Linked DNA regions of Mus musculus: all the other regions are linked to region 2. Evidence: chromatin contacts called from public promoter capture Hi-C data. All regions are on one chromosome and are shown on one strand. The core of a region is the stretch at or near the end of the contact, and the rest is flanking DNA. Distances in the headings are between cores, read along the strand shown.

Region 1 (3,285 bases), core at 52-2,551, 1.4 Mb after region 2:
ACTGTACTCGTCAAGTAACCACAGACCATGGACATTGAGACATTGGAACTTCTAGGACCATTATTTTCCCCGTACACACATAATAATTTACATAGTTATCTATATCACCATATTTAGTATTGACTTACAGTTTATTCATTTTTGGTGTTCCAGAGATGGCCCCATATGGCTGAAGATGATCTTGAATTTCCAACCCTCCTGCCTAAACCCCAAGTGCTGGATTATAATAAGTGTGCCCCATACCCCTAGATGTATCCAGTGCTGGAAATCAAACTCGGGGTTTCTTACTTACTGGGTGAGCACTCCTCCATGAGGGAATGCGGTGTTTTAATTTTCTTCTGCTTTATGCAAATTGAGTATTATACATCTTTTTTTTTTCCCCAAATTGGTAGGACAGTCTTAGGGTCAAGCTTATAAATGGTGTATGTGTGTGTGTTTAAGCCAGGGGGTCAATATCAGGTTTCTTTCTTAGGTGCCACCTACCACGTTTTCTGAGACAGAGGCATATCAAACACAGCAGCAAATGGGATTTGTTTAAAAAACTATTTCAGAGCAAAGCAAACCGGAGGTGAAGCCTATCCGGTGCAGAACTTCAAGTCTCACTCCTTAGAAGGCACAGACACAAGACTAGAAGTTTGTTTCACAACCCGTCAGTGGGATCTTTCTAGTTAAAAATTATTTATTTAGTGGTGTTAGGGATTTAACCTAAGGCTTCATGAAGGCAAGGCAAGCATGCTATTAGCTGAGCTACACCTCCAACCCCAAAATCAGATTTTTAAATTTAATTATGAGTGTGTGTGTGCGCGCGCGCGCATAGGGAGTGCAGTGCCATAGAGATCAGAAAAGACCTGCAGATCTCCCTGGAGTTGAGTTTGAGGCAGTTTCGAACCGCCCAGCTCGGTTCTGAAAACCAAACCCAGATCGTCTGCGGGAGCAGTACACAGTCTTAACCAACACACACTCTTAAGCGCTGAGCCAGCCCCCTCCCAGGCTCGCCTATGGTGTTTGTAATACAGCGAAGAACAAAGATTATTGTTCCGTGTGTCCCCCTGTCCGCTGCCCCGCACAATGAACAGGGGAGACCAGGCTAGTTGCAGCCTCGGGTCTGGTTTCCCTCTAATGCCTAATGCCCGGGCCTCCGAAGCCCGGCCTGGGTGCAGGGCGGAGTCGGAGTTTAACGCAGAAGCCATTTAAATGTCCCTCATTGGACTTGGCCCGGCGGTCAGGGCGGGAGCCGTACCACTGAGACGGGAGCCTAGAGCGGTCGCCCCCGCCTCCACTCCTCTCCACTCCTCCCCGCCGCCTCTATCCCGGAAGTTGCTGAGGGGCGCTCGAAAGCGAGCAGTTCGTCTCGGCGACCTGGAGCGGCCGCGCTTGCGGAGCCGTCACCATGCCCGTAAGTTTTTGACTTTGGGCTCGGGCTTGCTTTCCTTCAGGCTTTCTGTTAGTCTGGCGCCTCGGCAGGCGGCTAAGCCCGCGGCGTCTCTTGCTCCTGCGGGCCGAGGCATGGCGGGCTTGTTGAGACTTGTCCGGGCGACACGGCGCGGCATGGCGTGGCGGGCCCTGTCCGGGCTCGCGTGAGTGGCCAGCCCGTGGGGTGCAGCTCCCAGCTCACCATGGGCTTCAGGGTCACTAACGGGCCTCGCAGCTTCCGACACGTTCACTCCACCCCGGGCGAGCATGCCGCAGCCCTGTGCTGGCCATTGGATGTGGAGCCCCGGGGCTGAGGTCATCCCGGCCTTGTTCTGATCTGCTGCGCTGCGGCTTCGGGGAGGCCCGAGCCAGACGCTGGTTTTTACTTAGCTTTGATGGCTACCCAGCCAAACGACAAAGGGGTTCTCTCTCCCATATGCTGCCCGAGCGCTGTAAAGTGCCAGGAAAGGACTGGCAACGTGTGGGTGAAAGTGGTCCTATCTTGAAAAGTTAGGGTCTTAAGTACCCCCTCTGCGGAGTGTGCCTGTTGCTCCTGCTTTGCGTTCCTCGTGTGATTCGGGCTGCCACCCGTGTACTGTGACTCCAGTAGTAACAATATGTTTCCTTCCACAGCTGGCTAGAGATCTGTTACACCCTTCCTTGGAGGAGGAGAAGAAAAAACATAAGAAGAAACGGCTGGTTCAGAGCCCAAATTCTTACTTCATGGATGTGAAATGTCCAGGTATAAAATTTCAAATTTCCCTGTCCTAAAGGACGTTTCAGGAAAGATTCACACTTTAATAAGTCAGGATCCACTGTTGACTAGAAATGACATTACAGAATTGTCATAAGGGTCATTTTAAAGAAACATACTCAAACCTTTGTAGAAACATATGGGAGCCAGGTAAAGGATACGTTGACTTAAGTCTTTAACTTAAGATGATCATTAAGATGATGAATTTTCTTTTTTGCAATGCAAATAAAATATATGTTGATTCTTCATTCTCAAACTGCTGTCTGATGTGTTTGCTATACCATATGTGTCTGTTTAGTACTTAACATGTGGAAATGGAAACAGAATTTAAGAGTAAAACACTACACTGAAGCTATAACTTGAAACAGATGACATGTCTGTTACATGCTGAAATGTTAACGGTTCTGGAATACTAAATTTAATGTTTCACCTTAAAAAAAACAAGTGACTTCTAGAATAATTATTGTTTACAGAATTTACAGGAAATTCTGTTAAACTTAAGTTCTGTTAAAACATCACTTAATATATAAATGACAAGTACTTTACATGCTATCAAGAAAAATGAAGAGCTGGGGCTGTGTTTTCATCTGCTTTTCAAGTTTTTAATGTATGGTTCCCCTTCCTTCCCTTTCTAGGTTGCTACAAGATTACTACAGTTTTCAGCCATGCACAGACTGTGGTTCTTTGTGTGGGTTGTTCAACTGTGTTGTGCCAGCCCACAGGAGGAAAAGCCAGGCTCACAGAAGGTATGGCTTTTTTTTTTTTTTTTTTTTTTTTTTTTTGGTTTTTAGAGACAGGGTTTCTCTGTGTAGCCCTGGCTGTCCTGGAACTCACTCTGTAGACCAGGCTGGCCTCGAACTCAGAAATCCGCCTGCCTCTGCCTCCCCAGTGCTGGGATTAAAGGTGTGCGCCACCACTGCCTGGCTGGTATGGCATTTTTAAACCTGGTAATGAGATTTTAAATGTTTTATTGTGGGCTCTTTAAAGAGTCCCCAGTTCGGGGTTAGGGAGATGGCTCCAAGGTTAAGAGCACTGACTCCTCTTTGAAAGGACTTGAGTTCAATTCCCTGTACCCACAGCTCACAACTATCTCTAATTCTGGTTCCCAGGATTCAGCA
Region 2 (3,062 bases), core at 449-2,948:
CAGAGTGAGTTCCAGGACAGCCAGGGCTACACAGAGAAACCCTGTCTCGAAAAAGCCAAAAAAGAAGGAAAGAAAAAAAGAAAGAATTATAAATTTTTATCTCAGTAAATACAGAGTTTTTATGTGATGTTGTGAATAGCTTTTAAATTTTTAATATTTATTTAAACATATATGCATATGCACACACATCTATATGTTCATAGAGTTTTTCCTACATGTTTGAATGTGTGTACCAGAAGGTGTTAGATCTCCTGGAACACAAGGTTGTGAGTCACTGTACTAGCTGAAAACAAATGGTCTTAACCTGTGAGCCATTCCTCCAGTTCCAACGAAAACATTTTCAGGATTAGAGAGATGGCTCAGCAGTAAAGAGCACACATGGGTCTTGCAGAGATCTCCAAGTCCCAGACCCCACGTGGTGGTTCACAAGCATCAGTTTCAGGAGGTTCAACAGGCACACAAGTGGAGCACATGCAGGCAAAACATTCATACACATAAAGTAAAATAATTCTTAACAATTCTTATAATTCTTATTTTGAATATCAAATTTGAGGGCTGTACACTCTGATCCTCAGCGCTGACTGGCCACAGTGGTAGATGCATGGAATTGTAACATTTAGGTGGAGGCAGAAAGATCAGAAACTCAATGTTATGTCCCTGAGAGTAGCAACTTAGAGATATTTGAGGCTAGCCTTGGATATATGATATCTTGGAGGGAAGAGGGGGAGGGGAAAGAAAGAAGAAAGAAAGAAAGAATGAATGAATTTAGTTTGTAGTGGCTATTATTATCTGTAAAATGAGGTGACTGGACCCACCCAGAAGATCCCTTCCAGCTATGTAATTTCAAACTTCAGTGAAGGAAAAATAATAATTAAAAGTAAGTTTTCAAAGCTGGATCTTGTCAAGTGCTTATAGTCACAGCTATTTAGGGAGCTGAAGGAGGATCCCTTAAGGCCAGGAATTTTTAAAACCAGCCTACACGGATTTCTGAGTTCGAGGCCAGCCTGGTCTACAAAGTGAGTTCCAGGACAGCCAAGGCTACACAGAGAAACCCTGTCTCGAAAAACCAAAAAAAAAAAAAAAAAAAAAAAAAAAAGCCTATAAAATGTAACAAGGCCCCAACTGAAAAAGATAAATTCTCGGAGTGGTCAAAGCAACCAGAGGAGTAAGAATTCCCTGAGAACAAGGACTAACTGGCTTCCTTTATAACCACTGGACATCTGTAGTCTCAGCAGGGTAAAAGACAAGGGGGCAGAGAAGGGCAAAGAATTAGGGAACAGGGAAGCGGACTTGGCTGGCCCAGGGAATGACCTGAACAGGAGCCAGTGGTTCGTTCTGTGGGTGGGAACAGGGTCTCCCCAAAGCCAAGCACAGTCATGTGGTGGTGGTAGAATGAGAAAAGCAGACAGCGTAAATTGAAGGGTTCTCAAATCTTTAGAGCCGCCTTGGGTAACAATACGCCACGCGCCACGGAGCCGCAGCCCCATCCCTACCCCACCACGCCCACTCGTGGAACTCTAAAACGCACCCAAGACCAAACACAAAAAGCCTGCTTCTGGTTAACTGTCCTCAGAGAGTTGGAAAGACGAAGAAACGCCGGCCCGTAGACACGCCCCCGCCCCTGTCCCTGATTGGCTAGAGAATTTAAAGACCAGGCCGGTGATAGGGTGGTTTTTCTATTCCTAGTATTTGAATGTTCTTCCTGCTGAAGCTTTCTGCCGGCCGGTTCAGATCAGCTTTTTCATCTGAAAGCAACGAGTCTATCGGATCCTTGAGGTGGGAGGCAAAGAACGCGATTATTTTAGTGATCCTCGCTGGGAGAGGTACAGATTCGTGGGTCAGACGGAGGGACAATGGATTCCTGGGCCTGGAGGTTCCAGACATTCCCTAATCATTTACCCTTTCCAAAGCACTGGAACCACACTGACCCTGATACCTACTAATTGGTTATTGAAGGGGGTGTGCAAGTCTCAGCCTGTTTTCACTTCCAGCCAGTCTCTTTCCCATCGCCCAACGTGTGATTATTGTTCTGCTTCCTGGGTAGAAGTCCCTAACGAGTCCCCTGTTGGCCTGGGTGAGTCTCCTCAACAAGCTTCTTTTCTGAGCAGGAACACCTTTCTAATGTGGACATTGCAGGACAATCGCTCGCGAATCCTAAGTGCATGTGACCCCACCTTCCAGCAGCAGAGGACGTTTCTCCTCGCTCCAGAGTGCTTGGAATATCTTGGTGGCACCTTCTGTTACCAGTGACAACCTGTTGACACTAAGAGGTCTGGACAGGATTTCCCGTCACCGCAGCCATACCACCTATTACATCTCGATTTTCTGTGACTTATGCGCTCCGGTCTCTGCACGCCTGCAGAGGCATTGGAGATGCCTTCTAGCACAGAGGCGGCGACCGATGAATGTGACGATGCGGAGCTCCGGTGCCGGGTAGCCGTGGAGGAGCTGAGTCCTGGAGGGCAACCTCGCAAGCGCCAGGCCCTGCGCGCCGCAGAGCTGAGCCTAGGTCGAAACGAACGACGTGAGTTAATGCTGCGACTGCAGGCACCGGGACCCACGGGGCGGCCACGCTGTTTCCCGCTACGCGCCGTGCGCCTCTTCACCCGCTTCGCTGCGACTGGGCGCAGCACGTTGCGGCTCCCCACCGATGGAGTCCCTGGAGCTGGCTCAGTGCAACTGCTCCTCTCCGACTGTCCCCCGGAGCGCTTGCGCCGCTTCCTGCGCACGCTGCGCCTGAAGCTGGCGGTTGCCCCTGGGCCGGGACCCGCCTCTGCCCGCGCACAGTTGCTCGGCCCGCGGCCCCGAGACTTTGTCACCATCAGTCCAGTGCAGCCAGAGGAACTGCAGCGTGCTGCAGCCACCAAGGCTCCAGATTCTGCGCTGGAAAAGCGGCCAATGGAATCCCAGACTAGTACGGTGAGAACCAAAAAGGGAGTGTGGGCGAGCTATTATTGAGGATCGAAGAAACCCTGGAGGCCCAAGGTTGGGGGAAGATAGTCAGGAGTATTAAGGAGACAGCTGGTGATTTGAAATGCCCATCGTACCTTATTTGAATATGA
Region 3 (2,929 bases), core at 297-2,796, 1.2 Mb after region 2:
AAAGTGTCTGGCATTGGGAAATTTTTGAAGAAACACTTTTGGGAAGAATGAAGAGAGAAAGATAAGGAGGAGCAGGAGGGCAGGCAAACCGGATTGTAAATTTAAATATTCAATATTTTCAGGCTAAAATTGTAGCAATCACTAAATCGTAATTCAAGTCTAACTGGGAAAATAAAACAAACACTTAACTTACTTTAACAGCTTATAATATGCGAGCCTGAACAGCTCTTGGATACAGACAGAGAGCAACACTCCGAAGATGAGCAGGTAATTCTGTACTGGTCCATCTCTGTTGTCAGTAATGACTCTCACTAGGAACCAAAAAACGGATGACAGCAGGAGAGACACCAACCAGAAGAAAGCACTGGAACGTAGAAGGAAAAAAAAAATCACAAGTTAACAGAAGCACAGGCTTAATAATGACTTTAAATCAAACCTGCTTGAGCTACAAATCATTTTTAGTAAACAATCCTCACAAAGTGATGTTTTAGATCAGAATTTTTTTTTTCTCCTAGTGAGACAAATAGTCCAAGAGGAACGTCAGATGTGCTTAACAAGAACGATTCAGTGACCCTGTCGCGTGCACGCTAGGGCACTATCTGTCAAGGACTAAGAGGCACTTGGTTGCTGACTATTTTTCCTAAGAGATGCTTTGTGTGCTATAGAAATATACAACCAGTGACAGTTGCAAATTTCATATCCTCAAAATTCACCAGAAAATATAAGTTTAATGGTTAGATATTGTCAAGTGTCTTTTTCTAAAAGAAAATGAATACCTAACGCCTGCATTAATATAATGGAAAGTTCAGAAGCTGCAAACTTCGGGCAGGTGCAGCGAGACCAAGACCACGTTCACCAGCAGAGTTCCGGTATTTACCAAGCTCCCAGGAGGACATGCCGCCTGGTCAGTTGTTACTGTGTTTTCTCGAACTTTCCTCCTTGACTGCACCCAAACCATTACCCAGGAGTCTACAAAGAAAATCTGAGCCTGAATAGTCTGCACAGACATTCTGAGTCCGAGGATTGATGTGAGGGTGGGGGGCAGGGAATAAACATCTGATCTCCAGGTGACTTTAATGGCAGAGAGTAGTGATAACGACTCTTCGATGCTGCTCAGCACTGAGGGAAATGAGAGATTCCTACAGAAAGACAAAGGCTTCATGCAGGAATCTATCTGCTTGTTCCCACACTCAGCCAACAGAAGCCAAGGGGCGCCTGCTTAGCCTACGGGCCTGCTCTTCTCAGACCCTCCCAGGAACAGTTCCAGCCCTGGACCGCACCACAAGCTGGAGCCCCTGGGAGATGGGGATCCCGGGGTCGTGGGAACCCAGGAGAGGGAGGGAACCCGCGGCGTCCGGGACACAGCGCAGCCTCACCCGGCGATGAGGAAGATGACTCGCAAAGGGTCGGTGGCGATGGTGAAGACATAAAGAGCGAGCGCGGGCCCGAAGGCGATGAAGGCGCAACCAAAGAACACCGCAGCCGTCATGACGACCTCGGGAGCCAGTCGCGGGGGCCCGAGGGCCCTGCAGTGCCCAATGGACAGCGGGTCCTGGATACGGGGCGGGGCTGGGTGGCGAGGCTCCGGTGCTCCGTCAGAGCAGTGGACGAGGCGGAGCCCGTGAGGCGGGGTCTGGAGATGCCGAGGGCGGGACGGGGCTCGAGAGGCGGAGCCTTCGGTGCCCTAGTCAAAGAGGCAACAGGAGGGAGCTTCGGGAGGCCAGGCCTGGAAGAGTTCCATAGCCTATCAGAGTGGACGGCAGAGCGAGGGTTGGCATGCAGGACCTCGAGGTCCTCTAGTCACACGGGACAAGGCAGGGTTCGGGAGTTGGGGCCTGAGCTGCTCCTTGGCCTGTAAAAGCGGGTTGCTGGGCGGAGCTCGGCAGGGGACTCGAGGTGCTCCGAGGGCAGAGGAGGGGCGTGGCTTCGGAGCACAGATCCTGTCAGAACAGGGAACGGAGGTCGGAAGGCGGAGAGCCTGGAGGAGTCCCACGCCCAGTCAAACCGGAGCCAGGTCGGAGCCTGGGAGGCGGGGCTTTGAGTCGCTCCCAGACCTGTCAGCGCCTGCAGAGCGAGCTCAGAGCGCCGCCCTACTCCAGCCAGAGCAAGCTCAGAGTGCCGCCCTACTCCAGCCAAAGCGAGCCGAAGTTCTGGAGACCTGGTAATGTAGTGGGCGGGGCTCCGAGGTGTTATAAGTGTAGTCAGAGTCAGCCGCTCCAGACATTAGGCCTAGGGTTTGTCCCTGCTCAGTTACTGATGGAGTTTTGTTCATCACCTTGAGCCCCACTGTTCCTAGGCTTAGCTTTTATACCTGGATTACATGCTGATGGAGAAAGAATATAGAGGTGAAAGCTGTAATACTTGACATATATATTACAAAACCTGATGCATAGAGAAATGCCAGAATCCATGTAAAAAACACATAGAATTCTTCCCACCCAGAGAGCAGCCTTTCCCGGTCACATATCAGTAGGGCTATGAAGGGTTATGCCAGATGAAGAGGTTTCTGGTCATCACAAACCAGAGAAAATTCCAGAGCAACCAGCAGAATCTTCATCTTCCTAGTTCTTGTCTTCCCTCATCTCCAGAAGTTAGAAGTGGGTCAGTTGTTAGAAATAAACTGACTTGACTTCACTCTTTAATTAGGTTCACTCTAATAAGGTTCTTTTAGCCCGATGAGTGGAAAACTAATTATTGTTCTTTAAGAGACCTTGGTGAAATGTTTACGGTCCTAGGTGTTAGGGATAGTGTGTTTGATCTTGTGTCATTTATGAGTGGGTTTGCTTTTAAATGAAGCTTAGGTTGAACTGGATGAACCTAGTACATAGACGGGCAGAGTCCACATGCAGCATTGCTAGGACAACAACATTTTTCTATTCTCCTATGCCTTGTTCCTATCTACTTATTAACACCAAGTATGCTGAAGTTA
Region 4 (3,258 bases), core at 269-2,768, 1.4 Mb before region 2:
CCTTTGACCCCCAGCACTCTGAGGGCTGAGGCGGCCGGATCTCTGAGTTCCAGGCCAGCCTACTCTACAGATTGAGTTCCAAGACAGACAGGGTTACACAGAGACACTATTTTTTTTTTTTTTTTTTTTTTTTTTGATTTTTCGAGACAGGGTTTCTCTGTATAGCTCTGGCTGTCCTGGAACTCACTCTCTAGACCAGGCTGGCCTCGAACTTCGCCTGCCTCTGCCTCCCGAGTGCTGGGATTAAAGGCGTGCGCCACCACGCCGGGCTCTGAAACTATCTTAAAAAACAAAAGCACATTAGTTCTTTTCCTGTAGTAGTGAAAAATTATTACTGCTTTTGTAAACAGGAGGGGCAATAATGGCAGTTAAAAATGATAGCATTTAGAGACTAATGGGCTATACCCAACTAGCAACACCTTGCACCTAGAATTAAAGTTTTTTGTCTTCACATCAGGCCTACGAAATCAAAAATCTCAGAGGCTGAGCCAGTCAATGTATATTTTGGCAACCCTGTGGGTGATTCTGATGTGAGTCGCTGACTTAGATTTTCACACAGGATGTAGAAGTTGACAGAATTTCACTGAGGGAACACAGTGAATTTGTGGCACGGCTCACGCCTCTCATCTCGGCATCAGGAGGCTGCCGAGGAGGGTCGATGCGGATTCTGTCCGTTTCTGAGCTTGAGGCCCGATGACATCTAGCTCTCTGTGTCCCAGGAGCCTCTACTTAGAAGCGTGTACATCAGTCCAATCCGTACACTGCTTTGCCATCTTGCCTCCCTTGGGTAAGCTCGGGTGTTTTCTCCGGAGGCCGGCAGTAGCCTAGGCCTCCGCAGAGCCCTGGCTGCCTCTCACATCCCAGGTCCAGGAAAGCCGGCAGCCAGCTGTGGCAAACACCACCGGCAGGGGAGGGACAAGTACCATCCCATTCCCCAACCACAACTCACTGCCGGAGACGAGCATAAAACTCCTCCGCCGCGCGGTTCATTCGCGACCACATACCGCCGTGGCCTCCGTCCATTGCTAAGAAGTTAAACTGAACTGCGCGCCCAGACAATGACGTCAGAGGCCATGACCCCGCCCCGCCGGAACTACTTCACGCTTTAAGTTCGGTTTGTACTCAACGCTAACACATTGCTTTAATTTAGTAGAGCATCCCCTCAATTTACTATTCCAAAAGTCTCCCATTTCTGTTAGGGGGGAAAAAATGGACTAAAAGAGATGTTATGATGAGGGTGGGCGGGATGAGGAGAAAGATAATTCTCGCGAGAGTTGTGACGAGTTACGAATTATTCCGCGAAAAAGAGTCCCTCCTTTCTAATCACTCTTTTTAACTTTAAAAAAAATGAATACATAATTTTAACACACGTCACGCAATAATATTACCTTTTGAAATTTTTACATGTAGCAGAAAGATAGATCGTGTCTCTAATTTGATTTTGATAAGGGGCAGGATGCGGAAGACGAGTGGAAGGATATATAGAGTACAAGTGACAAGTCTTTCCTTTTCCTGTGGGAGCAGCCGGGTAGAGAGGAGCGTGGCCTTCTCCTCTCCCCGTCATGGTGAGTGGAGGTCTTCTACACTGGGCTTCCCCCTGGTCTGGGGGGCGGCTATAGAGGAGGGCGAAGGTTCAGAACATGGAATCTGCAGAGAGGAGACGAGGGAAAGGAAACCTAGCACCTTTTCTGGCCGGAGCTGAGTTGTGGGCGCTGAGGCAGCCATCTTAGAGGCAACGTGGGCAACAGCGCCAGGTGGATGGTAGAGGAACCTTTGGGATCTTAGCTTTTCTTAGTTCTAAGCTTTGCTTAGTTCTAAGCAGGGTTGCTGGAAGCCGAGCGTTTTGATGCCAGAGACTTGTCAGGGGTTCGAGATCGTCCGATGACAACTCCGCACAGGCCGTGGCGGGTCATGTGCTTTCAGTCCGGAGAAATTGTCTTCAAAGAAAAGGGCTGAAGGATATCTGAATTTATGCTTTCCAGGAAGATTGCCTTCACCTCTTTAAGACAATTTCTGGAAATGCATGTCTTCGTTACTTTATATGATGTAATCTAGACCTTTGAATCTTAAGCGAGTTTTCAGTAGTAATTAGTATATTGTTTTACCACGAATGTTTATCTGTAGATGGATTAAGGTTGTTCTGACCACAGTAATTTGGAGACTGTTAGATTCATCGTTAAACCGACTAGATAGGTTGTCCTATTGTGAGACGACTTAAAGGGGGGTATAGTAGAAGAGATGGTATAGTATCTGGAAGGGCACATGGGAAATAGGTCAGACCTAAGTGCTGGTGGAATCCTCAGTTAAGAGTCTTTCAGAGTATCAAAACGTTTCTGAATTTGAAGGGGTCTGGAACATTGGATAAATGAGCAGGCCAGCTTTGCTGAAGTTGGTGAGGGTAGAATTAATTTAACATGTCCTCATTAAACAGTATCTATGAACAGTTTTTATAATGTTGCTTCCAAGTTTGTTTCTCATTAAAATTGATAGATTTTCAGGTTGTCCTTTTGCTGTAAAACTATTGAAATGATAAACCCAGTGGTGGTTTACTGTGTTGCTTGAATTTGGGGTCTCCTGCAAAGCAATACTTGCCTCAAACTGATTCCACAGATTGGCCTGTATATGGCCTCAAATATTGGGACTTTTACTTCTGTATTTACATATTTGTCTCCAGATATCAAGCTCTTGACATTTAATTATGGGATGAATGTGTCTCCAATGTTGTCAATATAAGTACTCTTGATTATTTTTAAGTGAATCCATTATTATTATTATAACATTATATGGTTTTATTGGCATTGTATTTCCTGTCTCACACAGTTAACACCTGCCTTCCTAGTCCCCAGGGAGTCATATCTGTTTGCAAGTACTAATAATGTGGGCTTTAAAATCTAGGTTTCAAATACAGGAGATGGTACTTCCTCTGTTTTAGTTACTTTTTTTATTCCTTCCAAGGCTTGTGCCCGTCCCCTCATATCGGTGTACTCCGAAAAGGGAGAGTCATCTGGCAAGAATGTCACTTTGCCAGCTGTGTTCAAAGCTCCCATTCGACCAGATATTGTGAACTTCGTTCACACCAACTTGAGGAAAAACAACAGACAGCCCTATGCCGTCAGTGAATTGGCAGGTATGGATTTGCATTCGTCATCATGGTTATATACTTTCCAGGGCTCCTTTGCAGTAAATGATGAGATTCCATTGGTCCGTGTTTCTGAACTACATGATTTTCCTTGGCTATTCTGATACTGCCTTTATCAT

Evidence for each region. Promoter capture Hi-C pulls out the DNA fragments that hold promoters and counts their contacts.
Region 1: a promoter capture Hi-C map of pre-B cells shows a contact between it and region 2, with 5 times the contacts expected there. The contact joins the promoter of Rps27l here to the promoter of Pif1 in region 2. A contact is called at or near these places in 2 of 39 promoter capture datasets (erythroid cells and pre-B cells) and 1 of 115 datasets of contacts at active chromatin or transcription factors (embryonic stem cells).
Region 3: a contact with region 2 is called in a promoter capture Hi-C map of neutrophils, with 2.6 times the contacts expected there. The contact joins the promoter of Aph1b here to the promoter of Pif1 in region 2. A contact is called at or near these places in 6 of 39 promoter capture datasets (the 3T3-L1 cell line, 3T3-L1-derived adipocytes, erythroid cells and 3 more) and 2 of 115 datasets of contacts at active chromatin or transcription factors (astrocytes and embryonic stem cells).
Region 4: a contact with region 2 is called in a promoter capture Hi-C map of pre-B cells, with 2.8 times the contacts expected there. The contact joins the promoter of Rpl4 here to the promoter of Pif1 in region 2. A contact is called at or near these places in 2 of 39 promoter capture datasets (erythroid cells and pre-B cells) and 1 of 115 datasets of contacts at active chromatin or transcription factors (embryonic forebrain).

The regions. Positions count from the first base shown.
Region 1 is chr9:66,944,785-66,948,069 of GRCm38.p6, forward strand. It overlaps Rps27l (ribosomal protein S27-like), which reads left to right and starts at 1,302. Exons shown (of 4, transcript NM_026467.5): 1 at 1,302-1,396; 2 at 2,047-2,155; 3 at 2,803-2,913. The coding sequence starts at 1,391.
Region 2 is chr9:65,585,476-65,588,537 of GRCm38.p6, forward strand. It overlaps Pif1 (PIF1 5'-to-3' DNA helicase), which reads left to right and starts at 1,699. Exons shown (of 12, transcript NM_172453.5): 1 at 1,699-2,919. The coding sequence starts at 2,374.
Region 3 is chr9:66,793,877-66,796,805 of GRCm38.p6, forward strand. Aph1b (aph1 homolog B, gamma secretase subunit) reads right to left here and starts at 1,547. Exons shown (of 6, transcript NM_177583.4): 1 at 1,377-1,547; 2 at 194-364. The coding sequence starts at 1,489.
Region 4 is chr9:64,171,869-64,175,126 of GRCm38.p6, forward strand. Rpl4 (ribosomal protein L4) reads left to right here and starts at 1,519. Exons shown (of 10, transcript NM_024212.4): 1 at 1,519-1,565; 2 at 2,956-3,127. The coding sequence starts at 1,563. Zwilch (zwilch kinetochore protein) reads right to left here and starts at 1,063. Exons shown (of 19, transcript NM_026507.4): 1 at 950-1,063. The coding sequence starts at 1,023. Gm23344 (a small nucleolar RNA gene) reads left to right here and starts at 3,180; the gene lies at 3,180-3,247.